3 separate regions of the Mus musculus genome follow, and regions 1 and 2 are each linked to region 3. Evidence: chromatin contacts called from public HiChIP or PLAC-seq and capture Hi-C data. All regions are on one chromosome and are shown on one strand. Each heading gives the region's core, a stretch centred on a gene start, on an enhancer-like site or on the middle of the called end of the contact. The rest is flanking DNA. Distances are from core to core; before and after follow the strand shown.

Region 1 (2,700 bases), core at 139-2,638, 540 kb before region 3:
GTTTCAAGCCCTTGCTTGTTCACGCCCTGTTTCTACGGTATGAGAGGAAACACTCCCTAATTAACTAAAGATGCTGTTAAGGGATGAAGTCAACAGAACACCAGAATCCAGGTCCTCTTGCTATGCTTGAAGCCTTGCAAGTAACTAATCTATTCATTTTCCATTTCTGCTCAAAGTTACCCTACTGGGGACAAGTTAAGCAACTAAGACACCATCCTGAAAGCACCATGCAGGTGCAACCACAAATGCAGTCTTCAAAGCAGGTAAGTCCCTGCTAAGTTGAGACCCAGGGGCCAGCACACATGCAGTGGAGATCATGGCTGAGGATGCCAAAGGTCTGCCAGCATTTGGATCTTCAATGTCTCCCAAAGGCTGGTGTGGTAAAGGATTCATTCCTAGTCTGTGGTAGGACTGGGGGAGTGCGAGCTTTAGGAAGTGGGTGAGTATGCTCTTGACAGGAATACGTGACCTTGGCTCATTTTGCCTTGCTTTGCTTCCTGGCTGCCATAAATTACAAAGACGTCTTCTGATACATACGTCACTTTGATAAAAGTACAGCTCAGGCTCAAGGTGACAGGGTTAAGTGAACATGTACTGGAATCTCTGAACCCATGATCCATGGGCCCTTCCCCTTAGCCTTAGATATTTTGTTACAAAGATAGCAAAGACACACACATCTCAAGTCTCAATACTGAGAGGTCACAGAGTCAAAAGACTCTGCCATTGTTAACAGAGATGCCCTTGGTCTCCTAGAAAGATCATGTCTAAAATCCAGCAGAAATTGGGATCCTAGAGTTGCAGTTAGGAGGAACTTATTTGGCACTCATAATTCTTCCCATTCTGGTTCAGTGATCCTGACTGAAAGGGGAAAAGAAGGGTGTGCCAAGTTCAGGCAAGTGGATCAAAGCTCAGACACACCCAGGCCAGGGCTCCTAAGGTGTACTGAAGCCCAATGAGGCTCTTCCCAGCACAGTAAATGCAGTCGGGAAACACTCCCAGCAGTTAATCTCCTTCACAGTTTACTTTCTGTGAGCAGACTGTACTAGTTGGGACCTGAAAATAGCCCCAAGTCAAGTGACGAGACTTAGTTGTTTTCTGGATCTGGGTGGCAGCATAACGTGATAGCTTTCTGATTTTATATCGAAGAGACTTTTCTTGATTACCGGACTTTCTGAGTCACAAAATGGGGTCTGTACTTATTTCCTTAGCACTGCACAGAACCCATGATGGGTGATCCCTTAATGTTACAGCAGACACTGAATATCAGCAAAGGAAGGGTTCTTAGGAAACATCACTAGTTTGACTGCAGAATACAGGGACTATGGCTTTCTGGCTATGGTGACACACAGCCCAGGGTAAAGCGTTTCATTTCCTGTTGGCTCTGCCAGGCGGTGACTCTAGCTACCACACCCCAGAATGAGCCAACACAAAATCAATTTTGAAGTTTCTTTCTCTTCCCTGAGGGTGCACTTCAATATTCACGCTCTGAAATGGCATTTCTTTTTTCTTTTGTTAAGTACAGGTACAAACTGGTAGAAATAGTTGTTCACTCCTGCTACAGATTATTATTTATCTGCAACTGACAGCACTATGGGGAAAGGCCCTCGGGTGCCTGAGAAAACAAGGTCCCCCATGCCAGCCTTTTCTGGAGTGGGTGGGTGAGTGGAGGAACATCCTCATAGGAGTCAGCCTTTTCTTTGACAGGATTTCCCATCATTGTCTGCATTGTTGTTAACTCCTGATCTTCGTGCCTCAGCCTCCTGAGCTTCTGGGAATTACACGTGTGTCTCCTGTGCCTGGCTCCTACCTACTTAATCTATAAAATTCTAGCATGAAGGCCAGAGAAATAAAATGACTCAAAGCTGGGTTGTGGTAGTGGTAGCACACGGCTTTAATCTCAGCACTCAGGAGGCAGTGGTAGGCAAAACTCTTGAGATTTTAGTCAGCACTCCACACCATACCATACGATACCATACCAAACCAATCCAAAAAGAACGACTCAGATAAAGAAGGAAGACATTTCTTATCTGATACCGCCCTAATGTTCTTACTGCCTGTCACCTTTCTAGTGGCTCGTGGGTGATAGAGGAAGTAGGGCCCTATTACCTTTATTACAAACAGCATAGAGGCAGCATCATGTCGAGACCCCAGTTTATTCAAATGGCTCCAGTTATCACATTCTGGACTGTCTCTCCTTTTTATTTTCTGTAAAGTCAGGCTTCAGGACAAGTGGCCTCCAAACCCCTTTTGTCTCTGAGGGTGGACAAGGAGGGCATGACTTCTTTCACAGCAGTACAGTAAGTAATATTAGTTTTTGTTTTTTTTTTTAAATAAAAAAGACCTACCACTTTTGGAAAGCAGGAATTGATGCTTACAGTTAGCTGTTATTTTGAATCACATCATTCATGAAAACTAAGGCCTAGAGTTTAAATAAGGATAAATGTCACCCACTTGACCATCAATTGGAGAGACAATGAATCCTAACCCAGCTAAGACATGGTGTGGGCATCACGAGAGCCTGAGTTACATAGACGAGCCTTGTTTTCAGGCCCAGGGCAATCACACTGATTTCTACAGCTTCCTGGAGGCTGGATCTGTCCCTAAGCCTTGATTCTTCTCTTTGGAGAGGTTCTGCTTGGGAACCAAAAAGAGTTGTCTGAATGTTAAATTGCTTGGGGCGACTCCATTTTCCTTGAGCCA
Region 2 (2,700 bases), core at 182-2,681, 570 kb before region 3:
TTGGTTTTTGATTTTTTTTTTTTTTTTTTTTTTTTTTTTTGGTTTTTCGAGACAGGTTTTTCTCTGTGTAGCCCTGGCTGTCCTGGAACTCACTCTGTAGACTAGGCTGGCCTTAAACTCAGAAATCCGCCTGCCTCTGCCTCCCAATTGGTGGGATTAAAGGTGTGCGCCACCACCGCCCAGCTGAAAGCTTCATAAACATTCCAAGCAACACACTTCCAGTGGAAGGCTCACCTTTGAGAGTGGCCACAGCTTCTCCCACTTGTCGCAGGAGGAAAGCCCCATCTTCCACATCTTTCAGGGTCACCACTCTGCCAGTGGAGGAAGAGTCCTTCTTCAAGTCCTCAACAAAGTCCTCCAGCTCACTGTGGGGAGGCAGAGAGCAGATGGAACTGAGCATGGAGGGTCTCAGAAAGGACACGTGCAGGAGCAGGGGCTCTCCCATTTTCTGCTGTGTCCCAGCCCTATCTTAAGCTTCCAAGGAGGAGGTGGGAGCACAGTCGATAGTAGTTTGCTTTGCAATATTGCATGGCTATGTAAGGTAGCAACGGGAGAGCTCTCCCGTGTCTGTCATTTGTGGTTCAGATTGGTCCCGGGTGGGGGTGGAGTGGGCACTTGATACATTCTTAACTTTCAGTTGTATTCATGCCAGCCAAGAGAACAATGTGCACACTTGGTGACCAGGAATGGAGGGAGAGAAAGACAGAGGGGAGAGAGTCCTGATAGATTAGGATGGAGGCAGAAGATGGGGGCTGGGGGTAGCCTAAGAGGGGGGTATGAACCAGTACTACAGTGAAGTGTGTTAGCTCACTTTAGACAACCAGGTTTCTCAATTTTAGTACCTGACATTTTGAACCATATAGCTTCATTTTTAGTGCAGGGCTGTCTTACACAATGAAGGATGTGCATCCTTGGCCCCTTCCTGCTGAGTAGCAGTAGCAAGCAATCACAAATTCCAATAATTTGTGACACATGTGAATGTCCCTTGACATGGTCAAATATCCCTGGGAAAGAGAGAGCAAAACTGCCCTCAAAATCCCCTAATGGATAGCCTCTCTCTAGTGTACCTGACTGTCCCATCATTAATGACTGTCTCTCTTCTCTCACAACTAAGAACTTAGAGATCTGATTTCTGGAGGGAGGGAGGGACGGATGGAGGGGTTGGGATGGAGAGAGAGAACAGATATCAACTCCAACACAGCCAAGTTATATTCTTCCACTTGAAACAACAAAAACAATTTGCCCAGATGTGTTTGTATCCTTTCAAGTTGCCTGCAAATTCAAGAGAAAGCTCTTAAAGGACGAGGGTGCTAAGAAATGCAAGACCACTAGGTGGCAGTAAGTGAATGGCGGCTGTACTTCCTGGCGCCTTAGTGGAGGAGAGGATGGCCTCACAAGACATGGGCCCTTTCCTCTAGGTGAGTGAGTAGAAAGGAGCTAATGCAGCCACAGGAGGGAGTCCAGCAGGGCAGGACATACATTCAACAAGGATGAAGTCACACGTGACACATCTGACCTCTTCTGAGCAGGGGGATGAAGTATTTGGTGATGCCAGCCATTCTGATACAGAAATCTCTGATGAAAGGATGCCCCGTTAGGGTCTGCATCTGTTAAACACACCTGGTGTTAGGTGAGCATACCTACAGGGCACATGCAGCTGCTGCTCCTTGGGGTGGAGCTGGGCCAATCCTTGTCAGACCTCTAAATGGTCCATTGGTGAGGGAGGTTCCCTGGTAGACCAAGCAGTCTCCTGCATTCTTTCAGGCTTTGATGAAGCCCTTCCAAGCTAAGACTCCAGGGCCCCCAGTTCCTTCAACCACCCACAAACTGGTCAATATGCAAATACTCCTCCAAGGAGATGTTCCATGACCCAAAGCCACTCCATCCAGATAAACTCCTATTTTAGTTTCTCTTACCCAGTCTGCCTCCTGCGCATCATATCCCTGCAACCCAAAGTTCCCCAAACTCTGCTCCCCTTTGACGGGCAGCAGGGAACCTCTGACACCATTATTCTGCCAATTCATGTGCTTGTGATTCCTATTTCGAGCTCTGAAGGCCACTTTTATTAATTCAGAGATTGAAAAAGAGACAGTGCTGCTGAAAATGAGTGCAGACGGCCTTTTGAAAGTCATCAATGGGCTTTTGAAATAGGTAGGCTTTGCTCAAGAAGACGTCAGACATTCATGGGGCCTCCAGATTTCAGCATGGCCTTAAGCTGCTTTTTATTCTGCCTTTGTTGAAAAGAAGCCCATTGTTTGTTAAACTGAACTTAGTCTGACTCTTATTAGAAGCTGTTATTTCCAAGTAGAAAACCATGAAAGATATTGACTCATTTTTTTTTTCTGTTCTTTAATCCCCACTTTCACTCCTCTGTCCTCATGTTCAGAGGACCCAAGCCTAACAGTTCTACCAGAGTATTTCTTTTCTGGAATTTAGAAGGAAGGGAAAGGGACAGAGAAGGGCCAGCAAAGAGCAGGCGTTACTTCTCAGTAGCCCTGAGCCAGGTTCTAGAATATCTTACCTAAGCTCGCTCTCCTGTCATACGGATCCACCCAGTTACCCTAGTCTATGTCTGTTTAAGGTATAAGAAACAGATATGATAATATTAAGGAGATATATATGTATTCCATAACTTTTAAATTAGTGTTGTGTGACTGTGCATGCAGAAGGCAGAAGACAACTTTCTAGAGTTGGTTTTCA
Region 3 (2,700 bases), core at 37-2,536:
ATTGTACCATCTTGTTTCTGATTGCAATAAACTTGATTGTGTCCCCGTTGGACAAAGGATTCAGGATAGTACAGCTTTGGTTCTAAACTGAAATCTATGTTACATTCTCCCTTTTAATCAATTCCTTTACAAACCACCTTGTACTGACTTAATGTATGTGTGCCCTGTCCCCTGTTGGGGCCTGGACATTTGTTGACCATCAGTTGGGCTTCAGTTCTTCTAAACAGTGATTTAAAAATGTTTGTAGAACATCTTTCAAAGTACCAAAACTTAGGGAAAAAAACAAACCATTTTATGTTATGTACTTCTTAAATACATAGTGGAATAAGTAACTTAATACATAATTAACAATATAGAAAATTACTATAAATATTATTTTAAGTTTTTCTTATTCCCCCTAGTTTTATCTGTTACTTAGATCTAGGTTCTGAAATTTGCTTTTTTATGCTGCTACTATGTATATATCCAACTGTTTCTTACTGACACCCAGCTTGTTGCTAACAAGCTTTACTCCAAAGATCAGTTTATCTAGAGTGCCAGTTACTGTAGCCTAAAGGGCAAGTTCATGTTAGAAGTGCAGATGAAGGGAAGAACAGGCCCCGATGGCAGACATCAACTAGTTCAGAATGCTCATGTATTTTTTTTTTTTTTTGGTAGTCTGAGGTTGTACAATTCTGACATGTAGATGTCAGTTAATATTGCCCTGAAGTCAGTACATATTTTGCAATAAACTCATAACCTTTGTCGTGGGAAGTATTAAAAAATAATGGTAAGTTCTGGTGCTACACCCAGCTACTCTCTGCCCTGGTGGGCTGGACAGCTATGCACTGGCAGCAATGGCCAGCCTGTTCTTATCTCGTGGAGACTCTCTGACTCAGAGCTCCAAAATCTCTCCCCCCAGCTCATTAAGTTCCCACTGGTGGGTCTTTACCACACCAGCCCCATGCTTCAATACTCCCATGGCCTTTTGTGGTGCACATGAGATAAACCCATGCTTTGTCTTTCTCTCTGGAACCCAGTCGAACCACTCGTGTGAAGGAAACACCACACAAACTTAGTTAAAAAAAAAAAACAATGGTAACTCAATCTCTGGAATCTGCAACACTTAGAATCCTAATCCTGTAAACCATATTAAGTCTAAATCCTCTGATGGCTAATCCTGGTAGAAACGCCACTGAAACTGGGAGACACTACTAGCTACATCTTGTCCTCTCCTATGCCTGTCCAAAAAGCCTCTCACCCTCTTCCTCTGTCCAACCCGGAAGTCCAGCCTCCTGGCTCAGTGATTGGTCCCTTTCTTCATTGGGTGTGTGGGTGTGGGTGGGGTGCGGGGTGTGCGTTCATAAGAAGTCACCTGAGTATGTGACTCATTTCTCATTCCAGAAAACCCCTCCTGGGAAAGCAGAATTAACATGAAAATACAGGCAGCACCTGGCCCATCCACAACAGCTTTTCTACATTTGCTTGTTGATCTTTCCCTCTTACCTTACATATGAAAAGAAATCTTGTTTTCTCTAGTTCCCCTATTTCCTTAACAGGGGCCTCACTGAGCTAAAAATACTACCAAGAGGTTACAGATTTCTCAGTCATTGGTTTGCCCTAAAATCAATATTTACACCAGATTTTAATATTGGAAATGAGTACATTTGTTTTGGCTGTCTTGTCCCAGAGAACTTAAAACTGGGACTATGCAATATTTTTGTTTAGCAGAAAACACATGGAATTTCAGAGCTGGATTAAAACTTGGTGAACATTAAAAACAAGAGCAATAATTTTACAATGGAAATAGAAATGAAGGCATGGAGAGGAGAGCTTGGCTCTAGGTGCAGGTGTAGCCACTTAGCAGGGAACATAGGCTGGGTTCCCAGAAGCCATGTGGAGTCTCTAGAAGCAGAACCCAAAGCAGGACACTCTCATCAGAAACCACCTCCTCTGCTCCACAGCGATGGGGCTGACCTCTGAGTCTGTTCAAGTGATATCTTAATATCCAGAATTTTATTCTATTTTTAGCATCAACATCATTACACAGCTTACAGGGAAAATGTGCGTAAACGGACTGCTCAGTGTTCTACAGAGAATATGCTGATTCTACTCCACAGGATGTGGAGTGGGTAACATAACTGCAGTCAGAAGCAATGCTGACATGCTAATACAATGCCTTTGTAGCTCCTATGTTATAAACCCCCACAGCTCTGGCTAATCAGCCAACCAATCGTTTATAACAGGTTCTGAGTGTATTTAATTTGCCTATCATTATAACAACCCACAAACAAGGGTAGTACTTATGAATGGCTCTAATTTTATCTTCATATTTATTAATTCTAAGCAACTTTCTGCATTTATTTCTTTTTGCTTCATCATTACCTCAAGTATTAATTTAGGTTCAAACACTTTGGAGAAACACACATAGTTATCCAAGTACTGCTTTTATATCTGTAAAGCAAAAGTTTAAAAAGTACCAACTACAGAGGTCTCCTTTATTCATGGGGTCTATGTCCCTGTACTCTAGTGAGTGCTTCCAACAGCAACTAGAACTCAACCCTATAAGAACTAAAATTCCCCCTCATATGAATATACCCCTGATAAATCTTGATGTATCAGTCATGCACAAAAATATACTGTAATAAACACTATGTGAATATTCTCTCTTCTTCAATTCCTCCCAACCTTTGTATGTTTAGCCTCTGTTTCTCAAAAGAA

What was found. HiChIP or PLAC-seq counts read pairs in DNA pulled down with a chosen protein or histone mark. Capture Hi-C pulls out chosen DNA fragments and counts their contacts.
Region 1: a contact with region 3 is called in a capture Hi-C map of embryonic stem cells, with 2.8 times the contacts expected there. The contact joins two enhancer-like sites. A contact is called at or near these places in 4 of 115 datasets of contacts at active chromatin or transcription factors (embryonic stem cells and epiblast stem cells) and 1 of 9 other capture datasets (embryonic stem cells).
Region 2: a contact with region 3 is called in an H3K27ac HiChIP or PLAC-seq map of embryonic stem cells, with 6 times the contacts expected there. The contact joins two enhancer-like sites. A contact is called at or near these places in 8 of 115 datasets of contacts at active chromatin or transcription factors (embryonic stem cells and epiblast stem cells).

The regions. Positions count from the first base shown.
Region 1 is chr2:20,752,174-20,754,873 of GRCm38.p6, reverse strand. All of the region lies in intron 7 of Etl4 (enhancer trap locus 4), which reads right to left. Among named protein-coding and RNA genes, the nearest start is that of Arhgap21, 210 kb to the left of the region's middle. Within about 2 kb of position 1,388, at least 51 of the 459 cell types and tissues checked have an H3K27ac peak or open chromatin away from gene starts, as enhancers often do. A contact at or near this core is called in embryonic stem cells, where this site is marked.
Region 2 is chr2:20,778,607-20,781,306 of GRCm38.p6, reverse strand. It overlaps Etl4 (enhancer trap locus 4), which reads right to left. Exons shown (of 22, transcript NM_001081006.1): 12 at 235-365. Among named protein-coding and RNA genes, the nearest start is that of Arhgap21, 190 kb to the left of the region's middle. Within about 2 kb of position 1,431, at least 18 of the 459 cell types and tissues checked have an H3K27ac peak or open chromatin away from gene starts, as enhancers often do. A contact at or near this core is called in embryonic stem cells, where this site is marked.
Region 3 is chr2:20,208,192-20,210,891 of GRCm38.p6, reverse strand. It overlaps a transcript of Etl4 not described here. Among named protein-coding and RNA genes, the nearest start is that of Gm23970, 71 kb to the left of the region's middle. Within about 2 kb of position 1,286, at least 13 of the 459 cell types and tissues checked have an H3K27ac peak or open chromatin away from gene starts, as enhancers often do. A contact at or near this core is called in embryonic stem cells, where this site is marked.